Linked DNA regions of Pan troglodytes: region 1 is linked to region 2. Evidence: chromatin contacts called from public HiChIP or PLAC-seq data. All regions are on one chromosome and are shown on one strand. The core of a region is the stretch at or near the end of the contact, and the rest is flanking DNA. Distances in the headings are between cores, read along the strand shown.

The links. HiChIP or PLAC-seq counts read pairs in DNA pulled down with a chosen protein or histone mark.
Region 1: a contact with region 2 is called in an H3K4me3 HiChIP or PLAC-seq map of stem cell-derived excitatory neurons, with 15 times the contacts expected there. The contact joins the promoter of BCDIN3D here to the promoter of ASIC1 in region 2. A contact is called at or near these places in 1 of 7 Hi-C or Micro-C datasets (blood) and 1 of 1 datasets of contacts at active chromatin or transcription factors (stem cell-derived excitatory neurons).

The regions. Positions count from the first base shown.
Region 1 is chr10:46,019,662-46,026,781 of NHGRI_mPanTro3-v2.0_pri, reverse strand. It overlaps BCDIN3D (BCDIN3 domain containing RNA methyltransferase), which reads right to left and starts at 1,401. Exons shown (of 2, transcript XM_001157619.8): 1 at 1,104-1,401. The coding sequence starts at 1,337. It overlaps LOC129136637 (a long non-coding RNA gene), which reads left to right and starts at 32. Exons shown (of 3, transcript XR_008538460.2): 1 at 32-119; 2 at 6,367-6,413; 3 at 6,603-7,120.
Region 2 is chr10:45,810,855-45,818,291 of NHGRI_mPanTro3-v2.0_pri, reverse strand. It overlaps ASIC1 (acid sensing ion channel subunit 1), which reads left to right and starts at 3,845. Exons shown (of 13, transcript XM_016923434.4): 1 at 3,845-4,165; 2 at 5,006-5,383; 3 at 6,009-6,204. The coding sequence starts at 5,022.

The DNA.
Region 1 (7,120 bases), core at 152-2,651, 210 kb before region 2:
CCCAAAGTCTCTTCTGTAAAAGGACAGCAACGTAACAATTGTCCCCCGCCCTCCAGATGCTGGACTGGAGTGATGCAGGGAGCGCAGAGAGGGTACTAACTTTTGAAGCATTTGCCATGGTAAGTTCAGACTGCCTGCTAGTGTAGAATATCCCAGTGGCTACAAATAGGTGTGGGAGAGACATTTCCTTATTTTGCATGTGGTTTGATTATAATCATATGCCTAAGAATAGTTTGCAGCAAGAAGAGTGGCAGTGCCACCCTTCTCCATTCCCTTGGGCAAAATGCTTTATTTGCTTCTCGATCCTCTCCACTGTACTCTATCAACTCACTGTTTTGTTTTGTTTTTGAGACGGAGTCTCGCTCTGTCGCCCAGGCTGGAGTGCAGTGGCACTAGCTCGGCTCACTGCAAGCTCCGCCTCCCGGGTTCACGCCATTCTCCTGCCTCAGCCTCCGGAGTAGCTGGACTACAGGCGCCCGCCACCAAGACCGGCTAATTTTTTGTATTTTTAGTAGAGACAGGGTTTCACCGTGTTAGCCAGGATGGTCTCGATCTCCTGACCTTGTGATCCACCCGCCTCGGCCTCCGAAAGTGCTGGGATTACAGGCGTGAGCCACCGCGCCCGGCCTACTCACTTTTTTTGAAATAAACATGCAGGTCCCAGGGTCTGTCCTGCACTGTATAGCACACATGGGTCTTAATATCAGGCATGATTCTGTCACCCTTGGCTCTTCTCTCCCAGTAAACCAAACCTAACCCCATGTTCCCAAACGTGTGTCTCTGGAAGCCCCATCTCCCCAGCCAAAGCGCCAGGCACGCTGGACAGAGGCCACCCTAGATACAAGGACCGTTCCCACCTGGGGTCTGGCCCTGAAAGAAAAGTGGGAACGTAGTCGACAAGGACTCCTCTCCAAGAGAGATTCCTAAGACAGATGGTGGAACCCTGGCGGGCAGGCAGCAGCGGCACTGGCTCAGTCAAAGCCACGCTTTATACTCGTTTTGGGAAAGTTTCGATGGGTGTTAGCCCAGGCCAAAACCACAGTGGATGTGTAGGCAGCCAACCACTTGGCTCCGGATGCTCCAATCCCTCCCCTGTCACTCACCCCGGAGTTACACCCCACGTCGAGCCCCAGAATCGGCCCGTTCTCGGGACTCTCAGGAAAGAGCTGTCGAAGCAGCTCCGGGGGCAGGAGGCGGAGCCGTTGCTCCGGAGGGTGGAAGCGAGAATAATGAGGAAAATTTCCGAACGGGGCGGCGCCAGGTTCCAGAACTCGCGATTCCTCTTCCGCTGCGGTCTCCTTAACACTCCCTCCATCCAGTTCCGTGGGCACCGCCATTAGCCTCAACACCGCCTCTGGGCCGTGGCGGAACCGGAAGCCGGGAACCTGCTGTCGGCGTGGGCGGTGGTGGTGCCAGCGCGCGTGCGCCGAACGGCTAGGGCGGGTGGCTAGAATTCTGCGGTGAATCAGAAAAGCTGTCCTGATTTCCTCTCGCTGTATACCTGGAGCCGGCTAGCGCCTGGGGCTTGCCTTGTATTATTGAACCCTCATCACAACACTGGGAGGGGATTAGCAATATCATCCACGTTTTACAGGGATGAAACAAACTTCTGAGGGCTAAGTGTCTTGGCCAAGCTGACATAGTTTGAAACTTGGGCTACTTGACCCAGAACAAGTATACTAGTTTGTTGGGATCTTGGAAATCAATTTTAGTCCAATTTCCTTTCTTTATAAATGCAAAAAGTGAGACCGAGAGAACTTATTTGTCTGGGGTCATACAGTGAATCTGTGACTCAAAAACTTCCACCCGGTTCAGGAAAGGGTAGCCAGGAGGTGCAGGTCACTTGCGAAGCCAGCCGACTGAGCCCTGTCCCCCAGGGGCAACTGTAGACCATGAGCTCCTTGAGAGGCAAGGACCGTGCCTTAAGAGCCAGCACTTAAAGAGTGCTTACCAGGCACCAGACACCCTTGTAAGCTCCTTAGTCAATCCTCTCACCCCGTGAGAAAATGACCGTATTATTATTCTTTTTATATAGATGAGGACACTGGAGTACAACAAAGTAACTTGTCCAAGATCCCACAGTTAGAAATGATGGTACTAGGATTCGAACCCAGGTAGTTTGGATCCAGAGGATGTGCTTGCAACGCTGTGTTATTCTCAGCCTTGAGTCTCCTATACTTAACATGGGCCTGGCACAAAGATGCTCAACAAATGTTGTTGAATGAAAACTCAATAGAGGATACAATAAGGCCAGATCTGTTTGGGGAAACTTTAAATGGAAGGGAGAAAGGATGCCAACTGAAGGAGACATAGTGAAATGGAGTTGGGCAAGATGTGACTCAGAGATTGGAAATAACAGAGCTGATAAGGAGAGGAACTGAAGGGTCAACCTAGGTAGCAGGTTCCAGTCAAAAGCCAGGATGGCCCAGAATATCCGTCAGGGTCAACCAAGCATCAGCAGAGTTGTGCAGGACCCCCAACCCCACCCCTGCACCTGGCCCACCCATCTTAAAGGGGTATCCTGCTCCATGAGGCTGGCAGTTCGGTAAACTTCTTATAAGGCACTGGAGCATGACTCCTGCAAACAGTACCATCAGGAGTTAAAATAAGCGCTGCTTTCCTCTCAGTTTTTACTGTATATTTTCTTTTTCTTTTCTCCTTTTTTTGAGATGGAGTCTCACACTATTGCCTGGGCTGGAGTGCAATGGCACGATCTCGGCTCACTGCAACCTTTGCCTCCCAGGTTCAAGTGATTCTCCTGCCTCAGCCTCTCAAGTAGCTGGAATTACAGGCACCCGCCACCATTCCTGGCTAAGTTTTTGTATTTTTTAGTAGAGACGGGGTTTCACTATGTTGGCCAGTCTGGTCTCGAACTCCTGACCTCGTGATCTGCCCACCTCAGCCTCCCAAAGTGTTGGGATTACAGGCGAGAGCCACCACGCCCAGCCTTTACTTTATATTTTCATCTCTATCTGGCCTGCTGTTTCTCTAGTTTCACTTATTTGAGGACATAAGTTAATAAAAGTCACTCTGGAATTTAGTAAACCACAGTATTCTGCACAATTACAGAAAAGGAGAAAAAGCTGCACCGTTTTGACAAATTTTGGTGAGCTGAGCTGAACTTACCTCTTTTTGTCACTAGATGACGCTAGCACAAATAATTAACAATTTTCAAGGAGCTGGAATCACCTTGCTTCCAGGACAGTGAATGGCAAGAACTCCTGACCCTGGGGTTCCTCCAGAAGCAAAGATAGGCCCTGGTAACATTACTGGTAATCTAAAATGCCTGAGAGGTGACCTCATAAAGAGGTGTTTTAATTTGATCCACTCTGGTGACTTTTCTAACCTATGACCACTTTTCAGAGCCTGAACAGCACAGGTGTCTTGACAATACTTGACAATACCAGCCCCAGCACCTTAAATAGCTGTAGCAGCACCTAAGAGCTCACTCTGCACTTTGGTCAGCCAGGTTTTATGGAGTGAGATGCATATATAATTCCAAGGGAAAGGGGAAGAAGGGGCGCCCTCTTTAAGGAAAAACTCCCACCAACTTACAAATATAAAGACAGGTATAAAAGTGAATATTTATTTATAATGAGAAATCACAACAAATTACAAATTTTGAAAAGCTGACTACTACAAGCATCACAACAAATTTTCTATAGGCTGGGCGCGGTGGCTCACACCTGTAATCCCAGCACTTTGGGAGGCCGAGGCGGGCGGATCACGAGGTTAGGAGATCGAGACCATCCTGGCTAACACGGTGAAACCCCGTCTCTACTAAAAATACAAAAAATTAGCCGGGCGAGTTGGCGGTCGCCTGTAGTCCCAGCTACTCGGGAGGCTGAGGCAAGAGAATGGCGTGAACCCCAGGGGGCGGAGCCTGCAGTGAGCCGAGCTAGTGCCACTGCACGCCAGCCTGGGCGACAGCGAGACTCCGTCTCAAAAAAAAAAAAAAAAAAAATTCTATAATAGTTTGATTGACTAAATGCTAGTCACACTTGAATATTACTTTTTTTCTTACATTTTTGGCTGCATACTCTTTGATTGCTTCTTCACATGACAATCACTTGATAATATCATTTTAGAGAGAGACCAGGAAGGTAATTCAGTCTTTTCTTAGCCTGGTGGATCAAATTTGTCTTTTATTATTTGTGGCAGTTATAAAAGTTTCTTTCAAGTTCAAAGTTGTTATTGGCAAAGTCATGTAAATTTTTTGGTTTGTTATCAAATTGGGGGAGAACTTTGATTAAATTTCTTTCATTTATTAGCTGGAAGATTTCAGAGCATTTCAAATTTTCTTGTGCAAGAAATAATCTTAGATCTACTCTTCAAATGGACTGTATTCATTAGCCAATTTGTCGTTGAAAACCTCATTATGAATGGTGCATTATAAAATTTTTATCATCTGCACTGATAGCAGTAATTTGTGTCAAGTCAGCAAAAGAATTTAAACATAGGGATTCTGATAAATTGTGTATTGTACAATTCCCATCAAGAAATAAAAGAATGCATGGCGCATTTATAATTATATATGCTGTGCTATTGAGTTACTGTGTTATTGCCGACAGGACAAAACTTGTTTTGACTGGTGTTTAATAAGAGACAGAATCTTCTGCTTATGATTGGAATAATTTTCTTCAGACTAGCTTCTGACTTCATATATTTTCAAACTTTTAGGCCCACATAACTTCGGGTGCCAGGTGCTATTGGACACCTTTATATCCTGGTTTGATCTAAGCCCTTTTTTTTTTTTTTTTTTTTTTTTTTTCTGAGACAGAGTCTTGCTCTGTCGCCCAGGCTAGAGTGCAGTGGCGCGATCTCGGCTTACTGCCAGCTCCGCCTCCCGGGTTCACGCCATTCTTCTGCCTCAGCCTCCCGAGTAGCTGGGACTACAGGCGCCCGCCACCACGCCCGGCTAATTTTTTGTATTTTTAGTAGAGACGGGGTTTCACTGTGTTAGCCAGGATGGTCTCGATCTCCTGACCTCATGATCTGCCCGCGTCTGCCTCCCAAAGTGCTGGGATTACAGGCGTGAGCCACCGCGCCCAGCCGCTCTTCTACCTACAGGTCACAATAGCAGGTAAGTCAGCTTGCTGGATGAATAAGAGTACTTCTGGAAGGTATTCCTGTGTCTGGGTTGCAGGTGGTAGCTATGCATGGAAGTGTCGGTATGCCATATGAATAGATACCAAATGGAGTCTATTCCCAACTCAACTTCCCTGTAGCTTTTATTTCCCAAAAATGCCTGTGGCCACTTCGGTGCCATCTAACACAAGGGAAAATGTGAAGGAGGGGAAGTCAGAGCAGAAATAGACAGCAGCCTTAACCAACTGCAGTTAAAATATCTTACTTTTTCCAATTTTACAAAAACAAATGACCTGGTAAACACATTGCAAGGGCCTTGGAAAGGTCCTACATGGGAGTGAGGACCTCGAAGCCTGAGGTTCATTAGCTTCATGGTAAATCTATCTCTGCCCTGCACAGAACATGTACCCAAGCACAGTTAAAAAGAAGAGGTAGACCTAGAATTGGAAATATCCAATTTAGCAATGACTTGCATGTATCATGGCTTCCACTTCCTCCCACAGGAAGCTTGTACAGCTGACATCCTGGCCCATGGTGCAGCCCATCCTACCCTCCTGTCCCTCTCTGATCACACCTCAGAGCCTTTGCTCAGCTGCTGCTTGCCTATCTCACTCACTGCTTCCAAGGTAGAGCTTAGGGGGCCTCAGAACTGAGGATGAAGCAGGAACCTATGTATATGTTTAAAAATTGAATCTGGCCAGGTGCGGTAGCTCACACCTGTAATCCTAGCACTTTGGGAGGCCAAAGCAGGTGGATCATGTGAGGTCAGGAGTTTGAGACCAGCCTGACCAACATGGTGAAACCCCATTTCTACTAAAAATACAAAATTAGCTGGTCATGGTGGCACATGACTGTAATCCCAGCTATTCGGGTGGCTAAGGCAGGAGAATCACTTGAACCCAGGAGGCCGAAGTTGCAGTGAGCCAAAATTGCACCATTGCACTCCAGCCTGGGCAACAAGAGTGAAACTCCATCTCAAAAAAAAAAAAAATATATATATATATATGTGTGTGTGTGTGTGTGTGTGTGTGTGTGTTTTCACAGAAACAATGCTCCAACAAGGAACTTGTACCTGAACTTTTGAAACACAACCCATGTATAAATTGGGAATTTAGTCTTTATTATAGTCGAGAAATTCTACATTTAGTCCTTGTAGAGTTTTAAACCATTTGGAAAGAATAACCATAGGATTTATAAATGCAGTGTTATAGCTCATGGCAACCAAGAGTGCCCGTATTCTAAATTCCTCGTTTTCTTTTTTCTTTTTCAATATCCCAGGTCCTGCTTTGACCTCATTTTCAGATGAAGAAACTGAGACCCAGGAGGTAAAAAAAATTTCTCCAAAGATAGGGCTGAATTATTCAGGGTAGGCTAAGTGCTATAACAAGCAATCCCCAAATCTCGGTGACTTACTCATCCAGTATCACGGTTCAATGTGGGTCACTGGGAGAGCGGGAGAGGGCACTCTTTCTCAAAGACTTCATGGGTGCATCTAGAAGCTCTGCCTTTTCTAGGGGACTGAGTCCTCCAGTGAATCCTCTGAAAATCCTCTGAACCTGGCTGCAGATGAGGGAGAAGAGAGCCTAGAGAATCTCAAGGGAAGATTTGTGGCCAGATCCAGAAGGGGCGTTCCTAACTCTTCCTCACACATTCCATGCGTTGGCCAGAACTCAGTCTCGCAGTCCACCTGGATGCAAGAATGGTGGGCTAGCAGCGTGTCCAGGAAGAAGACAACGCGGGTTTGTGAGAAAGCGAACTAGTTTCTGTCTGGGAAAAACAGGAGAGGAGAAAGGCAGTGAATATTTGTGAAATATTGACCAGCCAATTGGCACTGGACTTTATACATTATTTCATTTAATCTGGTCTAGACTTCGGGTTCTCCTTATTCCCGTGATGGTATTTTTTTTTTTTAACCTCAATCCCATATGGAAGGTAAAATGGAAACAAGGGTATTTCTCATCCTCCATTTCTCTCCCAAGATATGTTTTAGACCTCAAGGGTCTCATTAAGCCAACAATCTGTCTTCCCTAAT
Region 2 (7,437 bases), core at 2,596-5,095:
CCTGCCAACACCAACTTCCTCTTTTCCTCATCCTTGTCCCACAAACCCCTGTCAGAGTGACTGCCCCCCTGCTTCTCTCTGCTGGCAGCCCTGGCTCAGCCTTCTATTTCACTCCTGGCCCTTGCACTAGAGTCACAAGTCAACATGTTTGTCTCTCTTTCCACACTGGGATATTTTGAGGGCAAGGACTCCGCCAATCCTCACCATGTCCACAGGGTCAATCTTGGGGCTTGATCCAGGAAAACCCTCGGTGAAGGTTTGCTGCGATGTACAGGGTAGGGATGAGGGGATGTGTGTGTGCAAGGACCCATCACTTCTCAAACAAAGAAGAAACAACAGCATGAGGGATTTAGGTTGTATATAAGAAAGAACTTCCTAAGACTGGGGCCTGTGACACTATGAAACCATAATTCAGACCCATAGGTTCTGAAGAGCAAGGTTGCTCAAGATTGGCTATATGTTAAAGGCCTCAAAGAGTTGGGCGATTGTCCGGGCGCAGTGGCTCATGCCTGTAATCCTAGCATTTTGGGAGGCCAAGGTGGGTGGATCACCTGAGGTCGGGAGTTCAAGCCTACATGGTGAAACCCCCAGCTCTACAAAAGATACAAAAAATTAGCCAGGCGTCGTGGTGTGCGCCTGTAATCCCAGCTACTCGGGAGGCTGAGGCAGAAGAACCTCTTGAACCGGGGAGGCGGAGGTTGCAGTGAGCCGAGATTGTGCCGTTGCACTCCAGCCTGGGCGACAGGGTGAGACCCCAACTTAAAAAAGAAAAGAAAAAAAAAAAGGCCAGGTGTGGTGGCTCACGCCTGTAATCCCAGCACTTTGGGAGGCTGAGACGGGTGGATCACAAGGTCAGGAGATCGAGACCATCCTGGCTAACACGGTGAAACCCGGTCTCTACTAAAAATACAAAAAACTTTGCCAGGCGTAGTGGCGGGTGCCTGTAGTCCCAGCTACTTGGGAGGCTGAGGCAGGAGAATGGCGTGAACCCAGGAGACTGAGCTTGCAGTGAGCCAAGATCGCACCACAGCCCCAGAGATTCTGATTTAACTGGTCTAAAGTGGAGCCCTGGCATTGCAGTTTTTTTTTTTTTTTCTGAGACAGAGTCTCGCTCTGTTGCCCAGGCTAGAGTGCAGTGGCACGATCTCCGATCACTGCAACCTCTGTCTCCCGGGTTCAAGCACTTCTGCCTCAGACTCCTGAGTAGCTGGGATTACAGGTGCGTGCCACCACACCTGGCTAATTTTTGTATTTTCTGTGGAGGCAGGGTTTCACCATGTTGGCCAGGTTGGTCTCCTGACCTCAGGTGATCCACTCACCTCGGCCTCCCAAAGTGCTGGGATTGCAGGCGTGAGCCACCACGCCTGGCTGGCATTGCAGTTTTATCTTATTATTTTTATTTTTTGAAATGGAGTTTCGCTCTTGTCGCCCCGGCTAGAGTGCAATAGCACAATCTTGGCTCACTGCAACCTCCGCCTCCCGGGTTCAAATGATTCTCTTGCCTCAGCCTCTCGAGTAGCTGGGATTACAGGTGCCCGCCACCACGCCCAGCTACTTTTTGTATTTTTAGTAGAGATGGGTTTCACCATGTTGGCCAGGTTGGTCTCAAACTCCTGACCTCAGGTGATCCACCCTCCTCAGCCTCCCAAAGTGCTGGGATTACAGGAGTGAGCCAACGTGCCCAGCTGGCATTGCAGTTTTAAAAGCTCGCCAGGTGATTCGAATGTGCAGCCTGGGTTAAGAACCAGTGCCTCAGATTCTGCCCTGGTTTGGCTGCACTGGTGGTTTTACCACTAGATCCAAATGCTAATACTAATAATAGTTATTTACTTATTGGGATTTACTAGGTACATGCCAATGTACTAAGCACTTTCCATGCATTAGCTCATGTAATCCTCGAAAAATCCTGTGAAATAAATATTATCTCTGCCTTACAGATGAGGAAACCGAGGCCCAGAGAGGTCAAGGGGCCTGCCTATGCTAATGAATGGCAGGGCCAGGTCTGGAAGCTGATTCTCCTGATTCATACCTTCTGTCTTCCCCCAGACTCCTCCTGAGGCTGCTCCTTGGCCTCAATCAGTCCTCGCCTGCCTCCACCTCACCTCATCACCTTCCCTCCACCCCCGCTGCTCCCTCAGTAACATCCCAGGTGACTGAAGCAATTGCAGCCATTTGAAGAGGCTCCACGTGTCAGTCAGCCTGCGAGCCGCGGGGAGGTGGGGAAATTACAGATGCTCCAAGATAGTGTTCCCCTCCCCCTGAGGATATTTGGAATTCAGGAATCAGACTCTGCCTGATGCTTCCTCAGGTCTCTGGGACCCTCCCAGGTGATTTCCCACTCTCAAATGCCCCCCACAAGTTGATTCTAAGTATCTGGGAGAGGGCTGCCACCCAGTGGCTGCCCGGGGGCATAGCAACCCTCCAGCACTGCCTGGTACCGCTGAACAGCTCCCCAACCCAACACCTGAATGGAAGATCCTCCCTTCCTTTTGGCAGCTCCGTGTCCAGTCCCCTAGTAAATGGATCTCGACCTCCCTCCTCCACAGTCTTAAGTCCACTCTCCCACTAGGGACCTCTAGACCCCTTCTCTGGTTTCCTACATGTCCACTACTCCCAACTTCTCATCCAACTTCTTTCCAGTGTGCCATCCCCTTCTCGTTACAGGTTTTCTTCTAACTTAAAGCCCGGCACCATGTCCTAGGAATACACCTCTCACCATCCTTCTCCCCGAGCCGCACCAGCCTGCAAGTAGAGCGAAGGAGCCACTAGAGACAGAATTCTGGTCCCCCGCACCCTCCTCCTCATCATCTGACACCATCAGACCTCAACAGCCTCTGTGCTAAGAGCCCCTAATGAGCATCAGCAAATTAACAACTTCCCCTTGATTGCTCCTTCTCTGTTAATTGGATAGGGAGGGCCCCCCTCCCCAAGGCCTCTCAGAGAAGAGGAGGGAGGCAGGGAAGGAGAAAGGTGAGAGCCACAGGAGCAGCCCCCAGGCCTGGGTTCTGTGCTGAGACTTCTGCTCCATCCCTGAGCATAGCTCCCCGTTCCAACCCTTCCTCACCCTGTCCCCTTCACTCCCTTTGCCCCCTTCCTTCTGTCCAAATTCCCTTGACCTCTGGCTATTTTTCCTTCCTTTTCTCTGCTCCTTCTTTGGAGATTTGGCAGTAAGGGGTTGCGACCATGCCCCCCACAAGCCCAAAGCTACAAGGATGGGATCTGAGTGGTCAAGGCTGCGTGTTGGCTCACATATGTGCACGTGTATATGTGTCACATGTAGGTGGGAGCAGGGATAAGAGCAGGTGAGTGCTTGCCATGTGGGTCAGGCCCCCGGGATACGTGGACATCTGTTGGGGTGGGGGTGTGGTTGTGAATGGTGTGGTGTGACTCTGGTCGGTATGTGTGTCTGTCTCCATATGGGCTAAGTGCTTGAATTAGTCAAGTGTGACTCGGAGCGTGTGTGTGTGTGTATGTGTGTGTGTACGCGCGTGTGTGCCACCAGAGGAAGCAGCAGCAAGAGGCAGGAGCATCGATCCGAAGGAGACAGCGCGGGGAGGGGGACGCTAGGGGCAGACACCCTCCCTCCTGCGCGCACACACGCGCGCGCGCACACACACCACACACAGAGTCACACACACAAGCCATAGGGCCTCGCAGGCAGGGAGACGGCTCCGGGACTGGAGAGAGGCAGCGCCGCCGAAAGCGGCCGCGAGGAGGGGCGAGGCGGCGCGGGGAGCCCTGGGTCCCGCTCCCGGGTCCGGGGCCCCGCGCGCACACCGGCCCAGAGACAGCCTCGCAGACACTCGTAGGCGCGCACGCGCACCCTCTCCCCTCCCCCTCCCCTCCCCCTCCCCTCCCGCCGCCTCCCGGCCGGACGATGGATCCCTGCAGATCCCAGGGCTGAGAGCACCGCGCACCGCACCGAGCCCGGGCAGACCGAGCCGAGGCGAGCGAGCCAGAGAGCCAGCGCGCGCGGGCGGGCGGACAGATCGGAGCCGAGCGGGGCCGGGCGGGCCGCTCCCTGCAGGGCTCTGCGCGGCGTGCCGCGGCGGCCGCGGGCTCCGGCCCCGGGCCATGAGCCCCTCCGCGACTCGGCGCTGAGCCCGCGACCGGTCCAGCGCCCCAGGACCCGCCGCCGGCTGCCGGCTTGCCGAAGCCCCCTCAGGTGGGTTTCCGATACCCCTGCCTTTGGCCGCGAGGCTCCTCGGTACCCCGAAGCCGGGACTCTCCTCCCTCTGGATTTCCCTTGCTGCTGGGGCGGCTCGGTGGCTGGGGAGGGGGGCGGGGGCCGAGCTGGGGATCTGACTGCGACGAGAAGCTGGACTGGGGGTGGGGGGGGCTGCGTCCGGGGCGGGGACAGCTCGCTGTCATAGGGAACCGCGCCCCCCCTCCATACATCCACCTCGGGCAGCCCGCCACCCCCCACTCCCAACATACACACAGCCTGCGCTTATATGAGAACTGGAGACACCCGCAGGTGAGGACTCAGGCTGGGCCCCTCCCTAGATGTAGCCACCTCCCTGGGGGTTTTCTGGCCACAGTTTAGCCCTTAGGACCACAGCCCCGTCCAGGGAATACCCGTGACCAGGACAGGAGCTCCTTACCCCGGGGTCAGCCCATCTGGGTGAGTTTTCATCTCCAGGATGGGGTGGATATTCTTGTCCCAGAGTGACCCCACATCTGGAGGGAACTCCTGCGCCTGCCTATGGGTGCATCGGGACTTCCCCCTCAACCTCGGATGACTATATCTGGGGTCTCCCCGGGCCTGGGAAGCTTCTCTGGGGAGCATTCTCTTGGCCTGACCTGACCCCCTGTGCCTCTGTATTTGGAGGAACCCTGGATGTGTCCCTTGGTCAGCCACCTCTGGGCTTGCAAAGCAGGGAAGTCTTCTGCCCGAGGAATGGTGACCTCTGGAGATGAGGATTCTGGATGGGCACATGTGGAGGGGCTCCATGTGTACTTTCATCCCAGGACAATGACAGACTGTCCCTCCCTCCTCCCCCAGGATCCCCTCGACAAGGATGGAACTGAAGGCCGAGGAGGAGGAGGTGGGTGGCGTCCAGCCGGTGAGCATCCAGGCCTTCGCCAGCAGCTCCACGCTGCACGGCCTGGCCCACATCTTCTCCTACGAGCGGCTGTCTCTGAAGCGGGCACTGTGGGCCCTGTGCTTCCTGGGCTCGCTGGCTGTGCTGCTGTGTGTGTGCACCGAGCGTGTGCAGTACTACTTCCACTACCACCATGTCACCAAGCTCGACGAGGTGGCTGCCTCTCAGCTTACCTTCCCTGCTGTCACGCTGTGCAACCTCAACGAGTTCCGCTTTAGCCAAGTCTCCAAGAATGACCTGTATCATGCTGGGGAGCTGCTGGCCCTGCTCAACAACAGGTGGGTGGCTCCCACCCTCCCTCAGCCCTGCTCCTGGAGTCGCTTGAGTTCCAGTCAGGATGTCTGCCTCCCTGACCCACCATAGAGCCCAGCCAACCCTGCCCTTTAACCCACCCCCACCCCCAAACCTGCCACTCACAGCAGAGGAGTTAGGGTGCTGCTGAGCACCCAGTTAAGGGCACCCAGCCTCCGATCCCAGCATAGTCCAGAACAGCTCGACCCCCACCCAGCCTGAGGTATGAGACATTGTCACCCTCTCTGGAGTGAGCTTTACCCTCATTCTGGCCACTCTGTCTTGACCTTCTCGTCAGTTGGGGGATTGGGACAGAACATCTTTAAAGGGTAGAAACTACAGTATAAAAGCCACAGCCCCTGCCTTGTCTCTCTGCCCACCTTATCCATGCTTCCTCTCACCCATGTGCTGGGATGCCCTGCCCCTGGGCAGCCACTACAGTTCCTCCTGTCATTTCAGACCCATGTGGTAGAGCCTCTGCCTGCCCAGCTCTCCTTCCTTGCCTACACCTGGGACTGATCCCCAGGGCTGGAGGCTGCCCCCATCACCCAAGTTGGGTGCAGGACACTGATGGCTGTACTGACCCGTGTGTCACTCACCCCCGGACCCCAGGTATGAGATACCAGACACACAGATGGCAGATGAAAAGCAGCTGGAGATACTGCAGGACAAAGCCAACTTCCGCAGCTTCAAACCCAAACCCTTCAACATGCGTGAGTTCTACGACCGAGCTGGGCACGACATTCGAGACATGCTGCTCTCCTGCCATTTCCGGGGGGAGGTCTGCAGCGCTGAAGACTTCAAGGTGGTGAGTCCCCTCGTGTGGGGTGTGAGTCAGCCTGGCCCACAGAGGAGGAGGAGGAGACAAGGAGCAGGCTGGGCCTCTCCGGGTGCTTGCTACTCTGGGAGAGGAAGTTGTATGTCCTGGGGTTTGCTTCTAGTAGAAGGAGAGTTTGTTCAGCATAGGGGCACATTTGCACTCACTGCATGAGCACCTGAGCCTCAGCCTTGCAGCCATGATGGCAGGAAAGAGAGCCTACAGTGCACAACACACACATATATGCACACACGCGCGTGGTCTGGCATAGCCACAAACCCACCAAGCTTACCTTCTAGGCCACAGGTGTCAGAGCTGAGCAGACAGGTGGGTAAGCTACAGCCTTGTTACTTGTAGTGAGGTCCAGGACCATCAACTGGGAGCTTGAAAGGAATGCAGGACTTTGCCCCTCCACTTCCCAAACCTACTGAACCAGAATCTCCATCTAATAAGATCCTCAGGTGACTGGAGTATACACTAAAGTTTGAGAAGCACCGTGAAGCACAAGTAAGGGAAACCTTCTCTTAAATAGCCAGACAGTAACTCCCTGTGTGCCATCCGCACCCATACATAGACACATACACTGTTTGGTTAGGTTCCCTGCTTGCCAGCAAGAGCCACAGAGCCAGGGTCTGAGGAAAGGAAGGCCATCGGGACACCCAGTCATGGCTGCCCTGGAGGCTTCCTTTGCATCTTAAAATGGAGATGCCCCACAGATGTGGCTGCCTCAGGCCAGCACCTCAGGGAGGGCATAGGGAAACTGATTTTGGCATCTGATGTGCTGGGCAACCCTGGGCAAGTCACACAGATTCCTGAGGGTTAAGACCTGGACCCGGATGGCAAAGAGACCAGAGGCTCTGGAGCCATGCAGGAACAATAACACCAAATGAATGGACAATGCTTGTAACTCTTTCAAATGCTTTCTAGGCTCTCCCCTCAATCCCCTTGATACATAATCACATTTCCTCTATTTTACAAATGCACAAAACTGAGACACAGGCAGAATGATTTACCCAAGCTCACACAGTTAGTGACAGGTGACAGGTTCAGGATTAGAACCCATGTCTTGTTAAGCTGAAAATGTCCTTTACTCTTTTAATTAATATTGTGGACCCTGGGGTTATTGTGTCCACTTCAAATTCTTGCCAGTCTTTTCCAGGACCCTTTGCTCTCTATGCCTACTCAGCTCTCGGATTCTCTCCCTTCTTCCTGCCTATTTTCTCC